2 separate regions of the Danio rerio genome follow, and region 2 is linked to region 1. Evidence: chromatin contacts called from public Hi-C data. All regions are on one chromosome and are shown on one strand. Each heading gives the region's core, a stretch centred on a gene start, on an enhancer-like site or on the middle of the called end of the contact. The rest is flanking DNA. Distances are from core to core; before and after follow the strand shown. Region 1 holds the start of ptk2aa (protein tyrosine kinase 2aa). Region 2 overlaps ptk2aa (protein tyrosine kinase 2aa).

What was found. Hi-C and Micro-C count contacts between places; a contact is called where the count stands out from the background.
Region 2: a contact with region 1 is called in a Hi-C map of embryo, with 2.7 times the contacts expected there. The contact joins the enhancer-like site here to the promoter of ptk2aa in region 1. A contact is called at or near these places in 4 of 18 Hi-C or Micro-C datasets (caudal fin, embryo, hematopoietic stem cells and 1 more) and 2 of 4 datasets of contacts at active chromatin or transcription factors (embryo and gastrula embryo).

Annotation. Positions count from the first base shown.
Region 1 is chr19:2,100,001-2,105,000 of GRCz12tu, reverse strand. It overlaps ptk2aa (protein tyrosine kinase 2aa), which reads right to left and starts at 1,641. Exons shown (of 33, transcript NM_198819.1): 1 at 1,535-1,641.
Region 2 is chr19:2,165,098-2,170,610 of GRCz12tu, reverse strand. It overlaps ptk2aa (protein tyrosine kinase 2aa), which reads right to left. Exons shown (of 33, transcript NM_198819.1): 10 at 5,128-5,205; 11 at 4,232-4,339; 12 at 2,015-2,132; 13 at 1,776-1,806; 14 at 424-488. Among named protein-coding and RNA genes, the nearest start is that of rplp1, 49 kb to the left of the region's middle. Within about 2 kb of position 2,165, at least 5 of the 62 cell types and tissues checked have an H3K27ac peak or open chromatin away from gene starts, as enhancers often do.

The DNA.
Region 1 (5,000 bases), core at 392-2,891:
TTAAAAATAACCCAACAAAGCATCAAATATCTAACCCCACTGGTTGAGTTATTAATAAATAACCTAATAAATGTTAAAAATAACCCAACAAAGCACCAAATATGTTTAACTCAACTATTGCGTTAAACAAATGACTCAACATTTTTTAGAGTGTATGGACCATTATAGGGGTGGTCAAATGTATAGTTAAGCTATTTATTATTTTAATTATTAATATTACTTAAGATGCAGATTAGAGCAAACTATTTCTTAACTATTAAAAGGCAAATCACTGTCATACATGTTGTGTTGACGTCCTTTAGGGGGTCAAGCGTTAACTAGGGGGGTCTGACCCACGCAAACCCCCCTGTAAATCGCACCTTGATGACGACTAACTGATCTGTGGTACTGTACATCATACTGTATATTTTAAAAATGTATTATACGCTAGACATACAGTTGAAGTATGAATTATTCGCCCTACTGTATATTTTTATTCCTCAATTTCTGTTTAACGGATGGAAGATTTTTTTCAGCACATTCCCAAACATAATAGTTTTAATAACTCATTTTTAATAACCGATTTCTTTTCGCCCATGATCTTAGTTGATAATATTTGACTGGATATTCTTCAGGATACTAGTATTCAGCTTAAAGTGATATTGAAAAGGCTTAACAAGGGTAATTAGGGTAAAGTGGGGCTGGACGATTTGGGCTAAAATCTAAATCTCAATTAATGGAACATTTTAACTCGATTACAATTAATGAACGATTGTTTTATTCATTTATTTCATATTTTAGTCCTCAGAGTTCGCTGATAAGTTTTGTACAGTAAATATGCTCACATATTACAAGTATAATGCAAATAACTTGGGTATAAAAACAACTAAACAATTTTGAAAACTATAAAAATATATCCTTTTGTTGAATAAGCCCAAAAAGCATGGTAAATATGTTGTCAGTTTAATAAAAATAAGGCACATCTACTAAAATCCCTGTATTACTGTGGCAGATACTCATAAATTATGGTACATATTTTGTCTATTTAATAAAACTCAAGCCATTCTCTCTTCAGTGTTACTCAAACTAAGTATATCTGATTATATGTCATAAAAACTGACTGCTTAAACTTTGTATTTCACTATTGCTTAAGCTATTTCATTTGTATGCTGTGTTTGTTTTTGTATACTTTCACTGGCTAAAACACTGTACAATAACACAAACTGTCATCAAGTCCTGCTGTCGAACAGTTGACAGACACAAACTTTGTGTACAGCCCACGACAATTGGTTTACAGTCGAGTATTGTGGCATAAACTTTTGAATCTGACGTCAAGATAAACAGCAGAAAGTCGATATAAAAGCTTGGTTTGATCCAATGAATAGGAAGCGTGAACGCGCGTCACGATTACCGAGCATATCGGATTCAAACCCATCAGATTCCTCCTGAACGCATGGCAGGGTTGATTCAGCACCGGAATCCCCATATTTGCTGTTCACATTGACAGTTTTCCCCTTCTAACGGTCGTGCGAAGGCAGAAATGAGCTCTACTCACTGGTTTATCGAGTGATCCGCCCGTCGCGCGTTGTGATATTCCTGAAGCCGCTTTTCCTGTCCTTTCCTGTCGATTTTCCCTCATTCCAGCTTTTCATTCCCTCTCATTCCAACATGGCTGACGGGCAGAACCCAGCCCACTCCAGCTCCATCCAGCCACACACACATAACGCACACACACTCCTCCCAGTCCCGAGTGAATGAACGCCGCTGGAGCTGACGCTGGCCACTGGCGCCTGTCCGAGTCGTTTAGAGAGTCGGTTCGCTTGAACGGTTAAAGGGATGTGCTGAGCCCCAAATCACCTACTTCGTCAAAAAAGTATTATTAAGTGTTATGTTACGAAAAAGTGCACAGTTTTGACTATGAAAGCTTTGGGGCATGCTACTACCTCATTAACGGGACCGTTATGTTGCTTAGTTACACGCCTTGTCAATCATCTGACACATCATCCACACTTCCATCGAATTTAAAGGTCCTATGAAATTAAAATAAATATTTAGATGTTAGTTTCAGTCTTACCTTATTGAAGATTCAGCAGCAGAGAGTTAATCTACCACTCGCAAGTCTTTCAGAGAAATCTCCTCAGGTCTTCCCATAGCCTAATTATTAGCCTTTTTAAAAAGTTAATGTCCAAACACGTCTTTATAAGTTCACATTGTTGTTGCAGATGAACTGTAAATTGAAAAAGCGTGATTATATTTTCCAGTTGGCTAGCTATGAATGAATTAGTCGTTCAAACAATTTTACCACTTAACGGTTTGTCTAGTGTGTCCGCCATGTTTGTAGTTTGTTTACAGTTTTTACCCACGTTTGTAGTTCTAATCAAATTCACGTCCAACGCAGAAACACAATTAAGTGAATCACAAAATACAGAAACTGTTAATAAACAGATATATTTTTAGATTGTTTGATTCCCATATGACATTTTCTGCCAATCAAATTAAAACATTCACTGAAGATTCTTCTTAGGGAACCAAAAACTAACCTTTCCAGAACGTTGCAATTAGGTTCCAAGAGCGTTCTCATTACCTAGAGAATACTTTTTATTAATGTAGACTATATTAAGTTCTCTATAGATAACTAGCAGAACTCTGGGATGGTGTGGGAACCAGAAAGAGTTCCCAAAAGTGTTCTGGCAACCAATAATCCTTAGAAAAGACTAAATAAATTCAACTAATTATTAAAATATTTAATAAATCATTAATAATTACAATAGCAGTGTTGTTATTGTCCCACCTCCCCACTTTACAAGCCACAATCAAAACTCTGAGCAAATTGAAAAAGATTTCTGAAACATTTTAATTGAATCATTTCAAGATATAGACATTAGTTAGTTACACATTCTTATTATCAGTAATAAATTAGCATGAATGAATCCCAGTATTGCTACATTCCAGCACAGTGGTTCTTTACAACTTCCAACTGTTTTCCAGAGTGATTTAAACGAATCGTTTTGAGGAATCGATTCAAAACGATTCGAGCAAACATGCTCGGATACAATAGAGCAACTATGAAAGCCTTGATGAGTTCAACAGTGGACATTTGTGTTGTGCTCTCTATAGGTCTCAGTGTCCATCTGAGAGAGCACATTGCTCAAGAAGAGACCATTCAGAAGCAACGAACAGAGCAGCTGTTCTCTGCGATTCATTGTCACAACATCTCTGGAAATTCTCTGATGCTAAATCAGTAATAGGCTACCCCAATGTGTTAATTAATAATGTATGTTATGGCACATAATATATATTTTATTTGCGGCTTGGATATTCAAAATCACTTCATTCAGCAGTTCGATTCATTCTTAAAGGGGTAGTTCGCTCAAAACTGAAAATGCTGTGGTCATTTACTCACTCTTTACCTATTTCAAACCTTTGTGAGATTCTGTTGAACACAAAAGAAGATATTTTACAGAAATGCGATAATAAGCGAAGATGGAGAATTCTGCATTTTGTTTCTATTTGGATTACTAAGCCAGAGAACATTTCTCTCATCTAAAAGTGCACAATTCAGACTTTACGCTTTATTTCTCTCATGTTTGTGAAGCAAATATTTGCAGATATTCAGCGCTTTTTTCCCCAACGCATTTGTCAGTCATGATGATGTTACTAATTTTACAACAACATATTGTTTTGTTGTAATTATGAATTTATACAGATAAACATAGGCAGTTTTCAGATCTGTGTTTGTCTTATATGTATGATCAAAATTATAGTATTTGAAGCTCCTTTTATCCGGTGATCATAGAAATGTGCTAAAATATACGTTTGCCGACCACAGGGGGTGAGGTAACAATTTATGTTACGGCACATGTTGCTGTTTGGATTTTTAACAACACTTTATTCAAAAATTTGATTACTTCCTAAAGTGATCGAGTGAAGTCCACTCGAAAACAAAAATTCTGTCATCATTTACTCGTTTCAAACTGTTATGAGATTTTCTTCTGTTGAATATACACACAAAAAGTGATTTTAAAGAAGTGAGATAATGATATTAGATGGAGAATTATGCATTAGGACCTTTCCATGTGGATAACTAAACCAGAGAACATTTCTGTTTCTTTCCATGCAGATCACTAAACCAGAGAACATTTCTGTTTCTTTCCATGCAGATCACTAAACCAGAGAACATTTCTGTTTCTTTCCATGCAGATCACTAAACCAGGGAACATTTCTGTTTCTTTCCATGCGGATCACTAAACCAGAGCACATTTGTGCTTCTTTCCATGTGGATAACTAAACCAGAGAACATTTCTGTTTCTTTCCATGTGGATAACTAAACCAGAGAACATTTTTGTTTCTTTCCATCTGGATCATTAAACCAGAGAACATTTGTATTTCTTTCCTTGCGGATCACTAAACCAGAGAACATTTGTGTTTCTTACCATGCGGGTTACTAAACCAGAGAACATTTGTGTTTCTTTCCATGTGGATCACTAAACCAGGGAACATTTCTGTTTCTTTCCATGTGAATCACTAAACCAGAGAACATTTGTGTTTCTTACCATGCGGGTTACTAAACCAGAGAACATTTGTATTTCTTTCCACACGGATTACTAAACAAGAGAACATTTGTGTTTCTTACCATGAAGATCAGTAAACCAGAACATTTGTTTTTAAAAAGCCATTTAAAAGTGCTTTATACAATTAAGAAAGCTGGTAGGAAAAATAAATACTATGAAAGTCAATGGTTACAGTTTTCCAGCATTCTACAAATGATCTCCATTGTTTTCAACAGAAAAAAGAAACTCATAAAGGTTTATAACCACTTGAAAGTGAGTAAAATAGTAAATATTTCTGTCCCTTTAACCCCTGAGGCGTGTCATTCTTGTGCGTTTACTGTACTCATATCAGCTGGATTTCATGAACGTACATGCACACTGATCTGGAATCAGTTGTTCATGTGTGAACCACAGACATAATCATGATAAGTGAAACCACACGCTTGACCTCAGATCAGCAGAACTTTCATA
Region 2 (5,513 bases), core at 916-3,415, 65 kb before region 1:
GAAGAAAAACATAACTTGATTGGTCAAGTGACATTAAAAAAACTGCATCCTTATAAGGGGCACAATTAAAAAAAAAAATTATTGCACACTAGAATCAAAACAGCATTCGCCTCCAGCTAAAAAAATCCAAGTATATATTAAACACCTGCAGTATGAACCAATGAGAAACAGACGGACGTGATAATGCAGAACATGTGTCAATGAGGGAGATCAGATGAGGTTAGTGTTCACACACGCACACACAGAGCAGCATGTACCCTTATGAGGAGAATCATGGGAACAGAGGACAAACGGAAGGAGAAAACGGCGAGCTTTAGCAGCTTTGGTGGGCGTCTGAACCAGAGAGTCTTCAGAGGACAGATGGAGACATCAGTTTAACATAAAATAAAAATAATAATTATATAAATTAAAGAGGTGTCTTACCTGAAACAGAAATGGCCCGAACTCCTGCCCGAATCCCCTCAAGCCGCTTCTCATTGTTAGCAAGTCTATGGCAGAAACAAAATAAGGATTATTAGTATTGTGTCTAAACACAAATGTGTGTATGATTTATCAACTTTCTGGGCTCAGGTGAAGATTAAAATCTTAAAATGTGCATTTGGCAGAAGGTGAAAACAAAATTAATAATCAAATTTATACTGAATTATGTAATGTATAATTAAAAACATTTAGCATATGTATATTATAGGCCCACAAGTAGAACTGGGTGACAAAGAATATATTACTATAATTTAAGAATGTTTATTTTTTTAAATATGATAAAATATTATATAAATGCAATAAAAAATATATATATCAGCATATTATAATAATAATAATAATAATAAATAATAATAATAATAAAACACTAAAGATTTTTATATTACAATATTTTTTAAATGTTATATTTTTAAAATATATATGCAATACAAAATAGAAATTTGCATTTCACAATATTATTATTATGATTCATAATAATTAATCATGATAATAATACGCTTTTTTATAATATTACAATATTTTAAATGTTTTTATATTATAAATAGAATATTATAAAATTTTATATAAAGACAATATAAATCAGCTTTAACAATATTAATAATAATAATGATAATAAAACACTAAATAATATTTCTACAATATATTTGAAATGTTATATAATAAATAAGATATATTACATATGCAATGCAAATTAAATAAATTCTAAATCTGCATTTTAGAATAATGATATGATTATCATCATTCATAATAAAATAACCATAATAGTCATAAAAACAATACTTTTTTATAATATCACAAAATTTTTATGTTTACATATTTTAAAATATTATAAAAAAATACATATATGCAATGCAAAAAACTCTGCATTTATAATAATAATAATAGTAAAAATAAAATAATATAATTATCAATAATAATATCAATGAAAACTAACTTTATAATATTACAATATTTTTTAAAAGTCTATATGTACACATATTTGTAAAGATGATAAAATATTACATATATGCAATGCAAAATATAATTCAGCATTTTATAATAAAAATAATATACACATTTTTGTCTCCAGACTTTAGATTTTTAAATAAGTCTAATGATGCTCTTTTGGAAACTTCTCTGCAATAAAAATTGAAGTATTAACCAAATATTGAGTGACTATCGGCAATACCCTCCAGCTGTACTGCCTGTAGTTTAGGGTTGTTTTGGATGCACTGAAGCTTCACTGTGAGACCGTATGAATCTCCAGCCTGACGTCAGTTTATTAAACAGCTCAGCGCTCTGGATTTATGACTTACTTTGGAATGGATGGAAGAGCTCTTTCACCATCTGTAGACCAGAAACACATACAACATCAGTGTATAAATCAAACAGAGAAACACGACACACCCAAACACCAACAACTGCGCTTCATATCTCACTACAGTTTCTATTTATAGAAAGTTCTACACTTTCTATTTGTATTGAGATTCCCTACTCAATGCATCCCATTCATAGCGTACAGGCTCCAGACATCCCACAATGCATCAGTGTGTACCTTTCTGAGGTCTGATGATGAAGGACTGGTTGACGGCATTGAGCAGGCGACAGTATCCGTCGATGAGGTCGGCCATGTTCTCGGCGGTGGAGAAAGACGGCGTGCTGATCGTGAGAGGCTGCGAGAAGCAAACACACTCACAATGAGCCTTTATCACACACAGCAGCCTCATGATGAGGTCAAGATACAACACAGACCAGCTGCACTGACCACACACACACACACTGGAGACACACCCACAAGGCTGAAAAAGGGTCTTAAATGATTTCAGACATCCTCATAAATATCAGACACGCCCACAAATTATCTGACACACCCACAAATGACATTAGGCACACCCACAAACTATATAAGACACGCCCACAAATTATATAAGACACACCCACAAACAATATAAGACATCCACAAATGATCTCATACACGCCCACAAATTATTTCAGACATGCCCAAAAATGATCTCAGACACACCTACAAATGATCTCATACAGGCCCACAAATTATCTCAGACACGCCCACAAATTATCTCAGACACACCTACAAATTATCTCATACACGGCCACAAATTATCTCATACACACCCACAAATTATTACATACACGCCCACAAATTATCTCATACAAGCCCACAATTTATCTCAAACACACCCACAAATTACTTTAGACACGACCACAAATAATCTCAGACACGCCCACAAATTATCTCAGACATAACCACCCCTTATCTCAGACACACCATTAAATTATCTCATACACGCCCACAAATTAACTCAGACACGCCCACATATTATTTTATACACGCCCACAAATTATCTCAGAGACGTCCACAAATTATCTCAGACACACCCACAAATTATCTCAGACACACCCACAAATTATATTAGACACGCCCACAAATTACCTCAGACATGACCACAAATTCTCACACACCCACAAATGATCTCAGACACACCCACAAATGATCTCAGACACACCCACAAATGATCTCATAAACAACCACAAATGATCTCAGACACACCCACAAATGATCTCAGACACACCCACAAATTATCTCAGACACGCCCACAAGCGATATAAGACAGACCAAGAATTAAGACATCCGTGAATTAACTCAAACATGACAAATGATTTCATATACGCCCACAAATTAAATTTAGATTCGTCGACAGATTATTTAATATAGACCCAAAAATTCTCAAATATGCCCACATTTTCTTTAGGTACGCCTCCAAAAATTCTCCTTTACACCCACAATTATTTTATATACGCCCACAAATCATCTCAGACACGCCCACAAATTAACCCAGACATGCCCACAAAAGATAATTATATTAAAGATAAAGATAAAGACAATTATATTAAAAATAAAAAACAAACTAAGACATTCACAAGTTATCTCAGACACGCCCACAAACTGCCGACGCCCACAGATACGCCCACAGATTATCTAATGTACACCCACAAATTCACAAACACACCCACAACAAATTCACAAACACACCCACAATTATGTCAGATACGCCCACAAATTATCTGGCACACATACAAAATATCAGACACGCCCAGAAGTGATCTTAGACACGCCCACAAATTATCTCAGAAAATTTATTTGGTTGCCTAGGCAACATTTCTAATTTATATATATTTTTCCAATTTATTAACTAGCGATTTTAATATTTATTTACATTTGATTATTCTTAAAATCAGCCACTTTTACTAATTTTATTTCTATTTACAAATGACAATCTTCATAATCAGCTTTATTTTTTCAGTTTAGCATATATACCATATCTATATAGTGCATTTAGTAAAAATATGGTACATTTAGTCTGTATAGTATATGTAATATAGTATATCTAATATATTAGTAACTAGTAATCTAGTAATATGTCTTACATATATTTTTTCTGTTATACTCCAACTCGTTTTTAATATCTTAGTTTTATTAAACAATAACACGACACTGACTAAATCAGCCTAAGAAATCCACCAGATTCTCTAAACCTGTGTAAAGATGCCTCCCGGAGGACAGACAGACAGTCAGAAAGAGAGAAAAACACTGACAAAGTACAGATGAGGATGCCAAGACCCAAAATAACAGTGACAGACTGAAATGACAGCCTGCAGAGCTGGATATACAGCCTCCTGAGTCACAGATCACAATCTAAACACTTCCAGCAGACATCAAAACATCAGCGCTTCACATCTGTGTGTGTTTTACCTCTGCGGCTCCAGCCACGTCCAGCTGTAACACACCCTTCCTCTCCTTCTCCTCCACGCAGGAGTAATGGATGCTCTGCACCTGAGTCAAGTTGGCCAGGTGTGTGGGCTAAAAGCAGAGAAACATGCGCTCAGACGGCACAGAAAACATGAAGAAATTCCCTCTCACAAACATCAGACTGCTGAGCCTCAACATTTCCTGTGAAAGCATCAGCCCTGCAGTCAATCACGTCTTTAAACAATGATGTTCCTATTGAGCTGAACTGAATCATTATTAGAGGAGCAAACTCAGCTCAGACCTCATTGATGACTGATTTATAAGAGTTAGAGCCACTCACAACTTTCGTTTTTAATAGCAGGACCAATAGGATTTGACTGTGGGCGGAGCTACTCATAAATAGAACTAATAAACAAACAGAAATAACTCAGATTAAGATAAATAGATGGAACTCGTTGGTTATTGTTATGGAGATGGAGGTAATAAGGTTACTGGCAGCTAGCTCTCTGCAGCTCTCACTTGGTCGCCCACTGAAGCCAAGCATGGTCAGTATCTGGATAGGAGACCACATGTTAAAGCTAGGTTGCTGCTTAAAGTAGTGTTAGTGAGACCAGCAGGAGGCGCTCAAGCTGCGGTCTGTGTAGGACCTAACGTCCCAGTATAGTGAAGAGGACTTTATACTGCTCAGTGAGCGCTGTTAATTCGAGGTCCTGACTCTTTGTGGATGTTAAAAATCCTAGGATGTCCTTGGAAAAAGGGTAGGGGTTTAACCCTGGCATCCAGGGGGATGCTGCACACTGGTGGTGGTTTCTGAGGAGATCTACCCCGAATGTGTAAAGTGCTTTGAGTGTCCAGAAAAGCGCTATATGAATAGAAAGAATAATTATTATTAATATTACCGTGGAGCCCTTGTCTGTCAGGTAACTGATGCCCTCTTCTGGACCAATCGCAAGATCCACTGAGATGACCCAACTCGACTGAAACAGAAACAAAGAGAGAAAGTTAAACATGATTACCAATATTTTAAACAAATAATTCAATTAAAATGTAAATAATTGAACATTTAATGATATAAATATAGAGTTATTTTAATTTTAAAATGAACAAAGCTGTCATTTGATCAAAAATACAGTAATATTACTAATGTATGTAAAATTGTAATATTATTTGACATTTTTTGTAAAAAAAATAATAATAATGATGAATACAAATGAAGATTTATTGACATTTAATTATTTCAGTTGCTTCACATTTTGGTGGAAAATGTAATACATTTTTTTATTTT